Regions from separate parts of the Hordeum vulgare genome. Here region 2 is linked to region 1. The links are chromatin contacts, called in public Hi-C maps. All regions are on one chromosome and are shown on one strand. Each heading gives the region's core, a stretch centred on a gene start, on an enhancer-like site or on the middle of the called end of the contact. The rest is flanking DNA. Distances are from core to core; before and after follow the strand shown.

What was found. A called contact is a pair of places that touch in the nucleus more often than the background predicts.
Region 2: a contact with region 1 is called in a Hi-C map of seedling, with 1.7 times the contacts expected there. The contact joins the promoter of LOC123424530 here to the promoter of LOC123424528 in region 1. A contact is called at or near these places in 2 of 6 Hi-C or Micro-C datasets (seedling and an unstated tissue) and 1 of 1 datasets of contacts at active chromatin or transcription factors (embryo).

What each region holds. Positions count from the first base shown.
Region 1 is chr2H:19,320,591-19,325,742 of MorexV3_pseudomolecules_assembly, forward strand. LOC123424528 (mRNA-capping enzyme-like) reads right to left here and starts at 1,948. Exons shown (of 18, transcript XM_045108157.1): 1 at 1,907-1,948; 2 at 1,511-1,680; 3 at 459-597; 4 at 68-219. The coding sequence starts at 1,630.
Region 2 is chr2H:19,556,328-19,561,479 of MorexV3_pseudomolecules_assembly, forward strand. It overlaps LOC123424530 (prostaglandin E synthase 2), which reads left to right and starts at 1,919. Exons shown (of 6, transcript XM_045108159.1): 1 at 1,919-2,338; 2 at 3,866-4,000; 3 at 4,103-4,178. The coding sequence starts at 2,020.

The DNA.
Region 1 (5,152 bases), core at 698-3,197:
TCCAGCCTATAACATAATAAGTAATGGCATGTGTGTCAGTGCTGTGTGAGTAGAAAACAGTACTTACATCCCTGCCAGCCTTTCTTTGTTTATTAACAACTTGTTTGGAAGAATATCTTTTTCCAGGAGGAACCGACTCATTGAATGTTTCATCCAGCGGAACTTTGGAAGGTATGATTTTGTCTATTGGTTGACCAGATGCAGGGCAATCCAACCAACCTGACAATAAGGGCAATGTCAAAGGCAAGGGTGAAAAACTGAAAAATATCAAAAATCTACTTAGTGTAAGTGTTTCTTTAGGCTAAGTATAAGTATCTTTTGCGATGAACTTAGGATAATCATATAATAAAGTAATAATTTAATTAAGAATCGACAAACAAGAATACAAGAACAAGACGTAACCATAGGAAAATTCGACATGATGCATAAGAATATGGCTTTTCAGATACAACACATACCCTGAGGTGTCTCTTTAACTCGTTTGTATCCACCAATCTTGTTTTGGGTCACATGATCATTCCTAACCTGTTGTGGTCGTGGCCTTGATCCCTCATCTGGTTGGTCTCTCTTTAACTTTCTGCGTCGTTCTTCTCGTTCCTATGAAATCCGGTAAGCACAACATAAAAACGGGTACCAACGGAAGACCAGAATTATTTATATTCCACTTTGCACCTTTGCTGTTTTATAGAACACCAAACAACTTAATTTAATACTCCCTCTTGTTCACAAATATAAGATGTTTCGTATATTTCAATATGGACTACATACGGACTGAAATGAGTGAACAAACACGCTAAAATGTGTCTATATACATTCGATTCAGAAACAGTTAGAACATCTTATATTTGTGAACGGAGGGAGTAACAAATAGAGCCACGTGAGCTTTTTGAGGGAAAAATACAAAGAGGGACACATACGACACAAGTACGCGCGCACGCACACACACACACAAACACACATACACACATTGACATCTTGTACACACAAGAAGAAAATACTGGACACCCCACTTGACGTGACCGCACGCTGTCCCACTTAACATGCATGAATGTGTGGTCAGATTAAATATGACAGGCTGTGTCCTAAAGACCGAATACAGGTGGTGGAAAGAACACCTTCGCTCTTGCCATAGGCCACAACCAGATCCAAGAACTACATAAGCTGAAAGAAACATAAACCAAAAGCATGAAAACCAATGCTGCATGGCTAGCAATAAAAGTAACATGATGGCATGGTTATCTTCAAAAGAGACAATATCATGGTCCTTATATTGCGAGTTATTATAGCCTAACATGCCGCTTAAAACGTAATGTCACATGTACTGTAGTTACAAACGACAAAAGTTCAAAACCATGCCATCGACTCAAGGAGGACCTTCGCTGATGCTGCTAATTACACCATCAATTATATTATATGCATATATCTTGCAGTTTACCAGTATCACCACCGAAGAACAAAAGCAATCAACTGTGTAATTCATTTTATGGCCAGAAGAGAGGATTTTATTTACCCTTCTCATTATCTCAACAGCAGACTCGACATGATCTTCATCCTGTCCGAAATCAAGCTCAACTGGCTCTTCATAACCCTGGTCATCGTCCTCGGGCAACGGTGATGCATTCAAATCCATTGAGGACCCTTCAATGTATTTGCCTCTAGATAACCATTTGAAACTGACACCTAAAAAGAGGTGGGCAGATGTGTCAGACAGACTAATCAGCATAATAAGACGCTGGACGAACATGGTCACCTCTAAATCAGAGCTAATTTCAACTGCAGTTGACGAGCGCGATGCAGTGAAGGCATGAGTGCTCATCTAATGCGAAAATCAGGAAAAAAAACTGAACGAACAGAGGATGCGAGAGGGGGGTGGAGGGGAGAGGGGAGAGGGAGGGGAGGTGGCTACCTGCCTATGGACTGGTCGCCGGCGTAGCTCCGGGGGGGGGGGGGGGGGGGGGGGGGGGGGGGGCGGCTGCTCCTGGGAGGAAGGGATTGAGGGAGGCGCTGCTGGTGGGGGGCGGCTGCTCAGCGGAGGGACGCGCTGCCTGGGATCCTGTACCGGCGGCGGGGCAGCGGAGGTTTGGGCCGGCTGGGCGCGACGCGGCGGAGGGACACCGGTGGTGGCGGTGGGTCGGCCGGCGGCGGATAGTAACCCTAGCTGTCGCGCTCGGGAAGGAGGCCCTGTCTGGTCTGGTGAGTCGGGGGAGCTCTTGGGGACGTCCGCTCGCTTGAGGGAATAGGCCGTGCACCTCAGAGATACGTGGCAAGCATCCGTGAGACCGGAAGTGGAGCCCCGGCTTTTTTTCTTCTCACATCTCCGTTTTCCTTGCCAAAAGAATAATTCTAAAAATATATAGAGTACATAACAATAAGACTACTCACAATGACGAGTAACATAAAAGTAGTAACATATAATCCCTTCGTTTCAAAATAAGTGACTCAAAACTGATTTAAATTTACACTAACTTTAGTATAAAGTTAAGTTATTTTTGAGTCACTTATTTTGGGACAGAGGGAGTATATATTACTAGTCTAAGTTATTACCTCCACAGTCAATAGTAACATAGGGGTACTTCCTTGGTCTCAGTTTACAAGTCTGACACATGTATCTAGGTCGTTAATTTGACCAATTTAATGAGAGGCATATATAACAAAAATATATATGATTGGAAACTTTAGATGTTCTATTTTGTAATGATATAATTTTTATGTTAAACAATATATTTTATATAAGTTAAATTGATGATCTAAGTACACGTGCATGCCTTTAAACTGTGACGAAGGGGGTAGTAACATTGAGTCTTTCATTTATTAGCCTATAGACTCATCTTGCCTTGGTATCCGATATGTTACTTCTAGTATGCTAAGTTACTCAATTTCTCTTTTTTCATTAATTAGTTGACAAATCATATTTCTTGCTTAGGTGGCATCTATGTTACTACCTATGTTACTCTCATTGTGGGTAGTCTAATGGACGCGTTTGGTAGGCTGCATAGAGCCCAACCAGACCATAACGAAAAGAAAATGAGCCGTTTGATTGTGTGCAAGGAGGCCTGGTTCACATCGGCATGAAACTTAGGGTGTGTTCGGTTGGGGACCAAGTGAAATGTCTTTCATCTTGGTGTTCGGTTAGAATGGAACAATATAGGATGAAATGGTTCTTAGGAGAAGAACGGAGAAGCACCCCACACCAGGGCAGCGGCGGCGGCGCACACGGTCGAGCAGCGGCGGCGGCGGACGTGGACGAGCGACGGTAGCGATGCATGCGGAAGAGCAGTAGCGGCCGCGCACACGGACGAGCAGCGGCGGCCCGCGCACGCAAGCGAGCAGGTGTAGCCGGCTACTCACGCGGTTGAGCGGCGGCAGCGACGCACGCGGATGAGCGGCGGCGGCAGCGACGCACGCGGATGAGCGGCGGCGCACACGGTCGAGCAGCGGCGGCGGCGGACGTGGACGAGCGACGGTAGCGATGCATGCGGAAGAGCAGAAGTAGCGGCCGCGCACACGGACGAGCAGCGGCGGCCGCGCACGCAAGCGAGCAGGTGTAGCCGGCTACTCACGCGGTTGAGCGGCGGCAGCGACGCACGCGGATGAGCGGCGGCGGCAGCGACGCACGCGGATGAGCGGCGGCGGCCGCACACGCGGGCGAGCAGCTGCAGAGACGGCGAAGCACGCGGACGAGCAGCAGTGGAGGACACACGCGGGAAAGCAACGGCGGAGCACACGCGCAGGCGAGGCGGCACGAGAGAAGGGTCGGTTCCGCGTGGTCCGTTCGATTTGGAGAGACCGCGCGGAACGGCATATCCAGGGAATATGTCATTCCCTGGAATCGACTGGTTCCGGTTCCTCTGTCAATCCAAACACGTGAATGGGCCTTTGGGACGGAACCGGCTCGTGTCGTTCCACTTGGTTCCCCCAACTGAACACACCCTTAAAGCACCCAAGAGCCTAGCTCACCGGAAATGCTCGAACTAGCAGTTTATAGTGAGCCCGGCTAAGTCGGACGCAAAAGCAAAACACGGCGTAGGCGTGGTGCAGGGGGGATTCGGTCGGAGATGGCGGTAGGGGGAAATCGACGGAGGCGGGATAGCGTGAAATATACCCTCACCATCCCATTAACTCGCTCAGCCCTAACTCTAGGACAATCCATCCTCCCTTATTCGCACCAACGGTGACGATGACTCAAATCTGTGGTTTGCGACGACGACGGCGGCATTGGTGGCGGAAGCAGCACTCCCCGACAGCGGCAGCTGCTTCTCCCCTTCTTTTTTGACTTCGTTCGCCCATCCTCGTCCCCTCATGTCTCTTCCGACCCCGAAGCTGATAAGCTACCCCCTCCTCTGTTAGGACCATTTAGGGTTGGTAGCGCCATCATTGACCGCATCATGGATATCGCTTAGGTTGTCGATGAACGGACGAAGCTTCAGCATCGCTGATAGCTGTGGTTCAGGCCTGGATCATGTTGGTCCATAAGAGAGTTGTACATCGGAAAGAGAAGCCTTTCATCCGGTATGGTCCGATGTTACTCCGGGATAAGGAGAGGATGGAGAATCTGAACTACATCTACAACTACAACGACATAGAGGCTTTATGGATGCTTTGCATGAAAATAGCTCCTTTCGTCGGGCTTGTGCAACCGTTCAGTAAAAGGGCTGCTAGAAGATAGCATCCACGTTGTGGAAGAGCAAGTAGCCATGTTCATGCATGTTGTTGGTCATAACTGTTGGGAAACGAAGCATGGAAAACAAAAAAATCTACGAACACCCAAGATCTATATATGAAGATGCATAATAACGACAGGAAGAGTGTGTCTACGTATCCTTGTAGACCGTTAAGCGGAAGCGTTTATAACGCAGTTGATGTAGTCGTACTTCTTTACGATCGAATCATGATCCGTCCCGATCTAGCGTCGAACGGATGGTACCTTCGCATTCAACACACGTGTAGTTCGATGACGTCTCCACCTCCTCGATCCAGTGAGCGAGGGTGGAGTAGTAGATGGGATCTCCAGCAGCACGATGAGGCGACGGTGATGGTGATGGTGCTATCCCGGCAAGTCTTTGACGAGCGCTACCGAAATCGCGGCCGGAGGAGAAAAGGGAGTAGGAAGAAAGGGAGGGTTGCGCCAAAGGCTTGGGTACGGCTGCCCTCC
Region 2 (5,152 bases), core at 669-3,168, 240 kb after region 1:
GCGGGAAGCTTGCGCGGCTACGTGCGGGAACCTGTATGGTTGCGCGGGAACGGGCACTCCGACGCCTCTTCGAGCCGACGTGTGGCCAAACGAAACACACGTGTGGTGCTCAAGTGTGCACTAAAATCCTCCGACACGAACACAATGATTGCATGTTTGCGATAGGAGGACGGGGTGACGCGTAGGCATATGGGTAATAATAAAAAAACATCTACAATTTTATTAGATACTCTCTCCTTTTCAGTTTATAGGGCTCAAATCTAAAATCTCATCAACCAAGGTGAATTTTGAATGGATGGCACTAGTTTTAACTAGCCAATGAAATATTTCTCACATATTTTATTTTTGAGGCAATAAATGTAGCATCCTTCCTCTCATTGGACTTGCATGGTGCATGTAGAAAAAGATGCATGCATAGCCACTAATTTGTTTTTTCTTATCTTTATGAATTAAATATGGCGTGAGACTCAAAGCATTTTAATTCAATTAGACTCAAAATGAGCCTAATATAATAAAAATCTGAAATTTTTGATATGAACCCTATAAACCCGAAAGGAAGGAGTAGCAAACAGTCGTCCCCTGTGTAGCGCCGGTAATGATTTCATCAACCGTCGACAATTGTTTACCACCAAGATTTTGCCTACAACACACATATCTTGTTAGCAACAATAATGTATGTTATTTTTGGTGTTCACACACGATTCTGATTACTGATCGGTTTGTCAGGTAGCACATACATCTTGTTACACTGAATCGTTTGTATTCTGCTGGATCATCACAAACAGTTTATTCAAGTAAACTATATGCCCTCAATCGCATACATGTGCGTAGAGTCGTTTGTGTTATTTTGGTTATTAATCGTAAACAGTTCATGTGAATTAACTGTATTACACATATCGCACAACGAAGTCTTATATGAATCGTGCTTGAGGGATCAACCGTACACATAGTTCATTTCAGTGATGACTGTTTTATTATCGTACCGTTTGAGATTCATACATCGCATGCTTTTAATCCTATAACTCTCGAATAAAACACTTTTTACCCTCGCAAAGAAAAGACACCGCAAGCAAAAGAAACTAGATGATGCCCCGCGCGTTGCTGCGGAAAACATGATAAATAGATATATAAATAGGTGTTGATAAACAAAAACTATTTGCTAAAAAAAATATTATGATTGCTCTCGTTTTATATTTTAAGAATAATAACTCACATGAAGCATTTGACAAGGAGATGCATAAAAAAGTGTAACATGATCTACATATATTTGCGCTAAAGTATATACCGCTTATGTCCATGACAAAAATTAGTGAAATAACGTGTACATTAGTGCACACATTATAACTTATGGAAAATAAGTATTTATAACTAAATGCATGACTTGATGATGTGGCATGATTGCATGAGAAGAAAAAATAGATAGTGGGTTACAACTATTTAAGAATAGAAGATAGTAGAAGATATGTTGATGCTAATAAAGCGTTGAGGGGAAATCGTGGTGTTCACCAAAGCTATGTGTTCCAAAGTTGGCCGCGCGCGCGTTGTCACGTTCAGCCGGTCGTAGCCACTCGAGCCCCCATTCTCCACAACCTTTTAATACGACACGTACACTCCGTTATTCCAGCTGACAGATGGGCCGCGAACACGCCACAGGCCCACGTGTCAGTGAGGGTACACTTCCATACTTCCGTCGATAACATTCACGCCCTCCCTTTCTTCTCCCGCAAGAAGTACCCGCTGCTACAGAGAAAAAAACAGAGAGGTCCCTCACAATCAAGCTATTCGCACCTGCCCCCGACTCAGCTCCATTCCCATAACATGACGTAATTTATTCATAACTGAAGGAACAAACTGTAAAACTGTTTTCTTTCAATTGGGGGATTAAATTATAATTTTAAACCCAGGGTTTTAGGCATCTTCCAGCTCCATCCAGGCCGAGACGCGAAGCCCCTCCCCACCCCCCTCCCACCCCCGACGCCGACGAGGCGGCCGCTCCTCCGGCGAAACCCTAGGGCCACGATGAGGTCGCTCCGCGCGGCGCAGACCCTGCTCGCCTCCCGCTCGTTCCTCCTCTCCTCGCGCGCGCTCCACGCCGCCGCGGCCTCCCCCGCCGCGGCCGGGCGCTGGGGCAACGCCCCGCCGCCGCCGCCTACGCCGACGCCCTGCCCGGGGCCGTCGTCCCGGGCCGGGATCGCCGGCGCGGTCTCCTTCTCCCTGACGTTCGCCACGGTGGCGGTGGCCGAGGTGCAGGCCAAGGAGCGGCTGCCCTCGGATCTGCTGCCCCGGAACGTCGTGCTCTACCAGTACCAGGCCTGCCCCTTCTGCAACAAGGTCAGAGGTGAGGTTGCTCCCCAATTGCTCCCTCGGATCCATATTGATTGACGCTGCCTTAGTGCTAGCATTTTTTCGATTCGCGCCTCGGCTCTTTAGAAAATGGCGAGATCCCGTTGCGCTGACAGATTCGATCAGAGTTGGCATGGCTTTAAAATCTAGAGTACGATTTTGTAGTGTATTAGGGTAGATTTGTATGTTGGTTAGAAGAATTTGTTCTCATCGGATCGAATTGGACTGTAATCGGAGCTTGTCAACATATTATTTCTGCTCCTGCTAGAGACTAAAGGGCTGTTGGGGAAATCTATGGCTAAGCACCTATAGAGTTATTCATCTCTGCTTGTATGGCTTTATAATTGGCAAATGTAGAATGCTTTCTGACCTGGTGGTCCCATCTGGTGCCATTTCTGCGTGTATTGGCATGGTTCAAGATCAATAAGTATTGTGTTATTCTTGTTTGAAATCATCAATTGTGCTTGTTTGAGACCATTAGTTGTGCTTGTCTGCAATCATACTGTATTCATCCAAGCAATGCAAACATTATGCTTGAAAAATATTTCTACTACACTCAAGAGCCGCAAAAAGATATGAAGCTATGTTGATTCATCATCATAACTAAAACATAGTTTTTTTGGGGAAAGCAGTAGACATTCCTATCTTTTGGGATGTTTGTATATGTACAAGAAGAGGGTACATAAAGCTAATTTAGACAGAGATATATGCATTATCTATGCATTACTAAGGATTATTGTAATTGTAAATCTTCAGTTTTTTGTTTGTATGTTAGTGATAGGGTCTTATCCCTGTATTTATTAGCTGGAGACTAGATTGGAATGTCAGGAGGACAACCTTTTATAAGCACGTGCATTTTAACCCTTTCTCGTTATACACAGACCATCTTTTCTCCTTCCCCTGTGGTGGGCCTGCCAACCTCAGCTACAGCACTCCCATATGGTATTTTTATGTGTTAGGCCAAGGCCCAGGCTGCAGCCCTATTTATGTGGCAGCTTGGTGCATATGTTGTCCGGTAGGATTTGGCTTTCTGTTGTAAAGAGTATCAGTAGAGTTAGGTAAAGAGTCCTAGTTCAGTTCAGAAATTGAGTCTGGTATTCTTGTATGGAAAGTACCACTATAAAGATCTGATGCGAAAGCTATTGATATTAAGCAAGAAAATGTCCCCTGCTATTGAGAAAGCATTTTTGAAATGGTTCCACGTATTGGGCTGAGGCAGCTTGTTTTATACTTTCGAGATTTTTATGCTGGTATGGATTGGTTAGAGAAACTTGCAAATCATCTAAGTTCAGTTAAATATAATTGGATAACTAAGTTTTGAAACTGGATGCACTAATTTCGTTATTGCATTTTTATAATGGTCAGGATTTTTGTTTTGACATTTCAAAGGAGTACTGGTGATTCAGAATTTCAAAATATTTGAAGTTGATTGCTAGAGACTTGTAGGTTGTTCTGACATATTACTGCCTGTGTTCTGCACAATCACCTTGAGTCTTAACTGTTTTCTATTGGCTTTGTTTAGCTTTCCTAGACTATCATGATATACCCTACAAAGTTGTGGAAGTTAATCCACTGAGCAAAAAGGAAATCAAGTGGTCTGAGTACAAGAAGGTCCCAATATTGACGGTAGATGGTGAACATCTGGTTGATTCTACAGGTTACGCTTGTTACCTACAAGTTTCTTTTGCAATTCATGTCCTTCACTTTGTTGCAGCTTCAAGTACTCTTGTGTTAACATTTATTTATTTCTTGTTGGCAGACATAATCAATATATTACAGCACAGGATCAGCCCTGATGATGAAGTCACTAATGAAGAGGAAACAAAATGGCGCAAGTATGTGATTTTTTAATTGATTGGTGTGCAACTATGCGTTAGATGTTAATGTTGTCTTTGGTGCTCCCTTTCTTTAGCATTATATGTTTTAGAGGTTCAGTTGCATATTTCTTTCCATTACAAATACTTAGTACACACCCATTTTACTTATTGGCAGTGTTTTACTTAGCAAGTTAATTGACGATACCAAGAGCTTTCCCATGCCAAGGTGTCTGGAAGACCATACTCAACAGATCGAAATTCTTTTATTTTCATTTTGCAGTATTAAGTCCTTATAAAGAAGAAAATAGCTACGTGCATCATGTTGCCGGCTGCTGGCATAAAGTCCAATCTCATCCATGAATTATTTAATGCCGACCCCAACCTATCATATCCCAAACCACTGGCATAAGGCCCAATCTAACCCATGACTCATCATACAATTCACATTCCCAAACCAACCTTAACTCCCAGGAATCTAGCCATAGTTGCTCCATTCTCTCTGCCCTCGTGGAGGGACTCGTACACCTTCTTAGCTCTGGCACATCTATGCCCCAGCATAGTTGCGTCCATTCATTTCCTTGGCCCTGGTGCTCCTCCACATATAGGCCTTTGTGTTTGTGCTGCTGATATACTCCCTGAGCTGATGTTCTGCTACTGTTTTACTGATTGCGAAAGCAGCTGAACTGCTATTTTGATGTTGTGAATTAGTTGCTTAACCGAAAACAGATGACAAGACCTATATAAATTGGTTCTGCATACACGGATGACAGGACCTATATAAATGGGTTACAGGACCTATATAAACCCCCCGCAAAAAATGGACCTATATAAATTGCTTATTAGGTTTGGTGTCTCCTTTTTTTTGGTTTGTTGCTATTTCTATGGGCTTTACTAAATAAACCAGATGCCCATCCCTACTGCATTTTATCCATGGCCTGAAAACTACACAAGATAAACTTTAGTGATCACTACTTTTAGGCTTTTAGCAGATG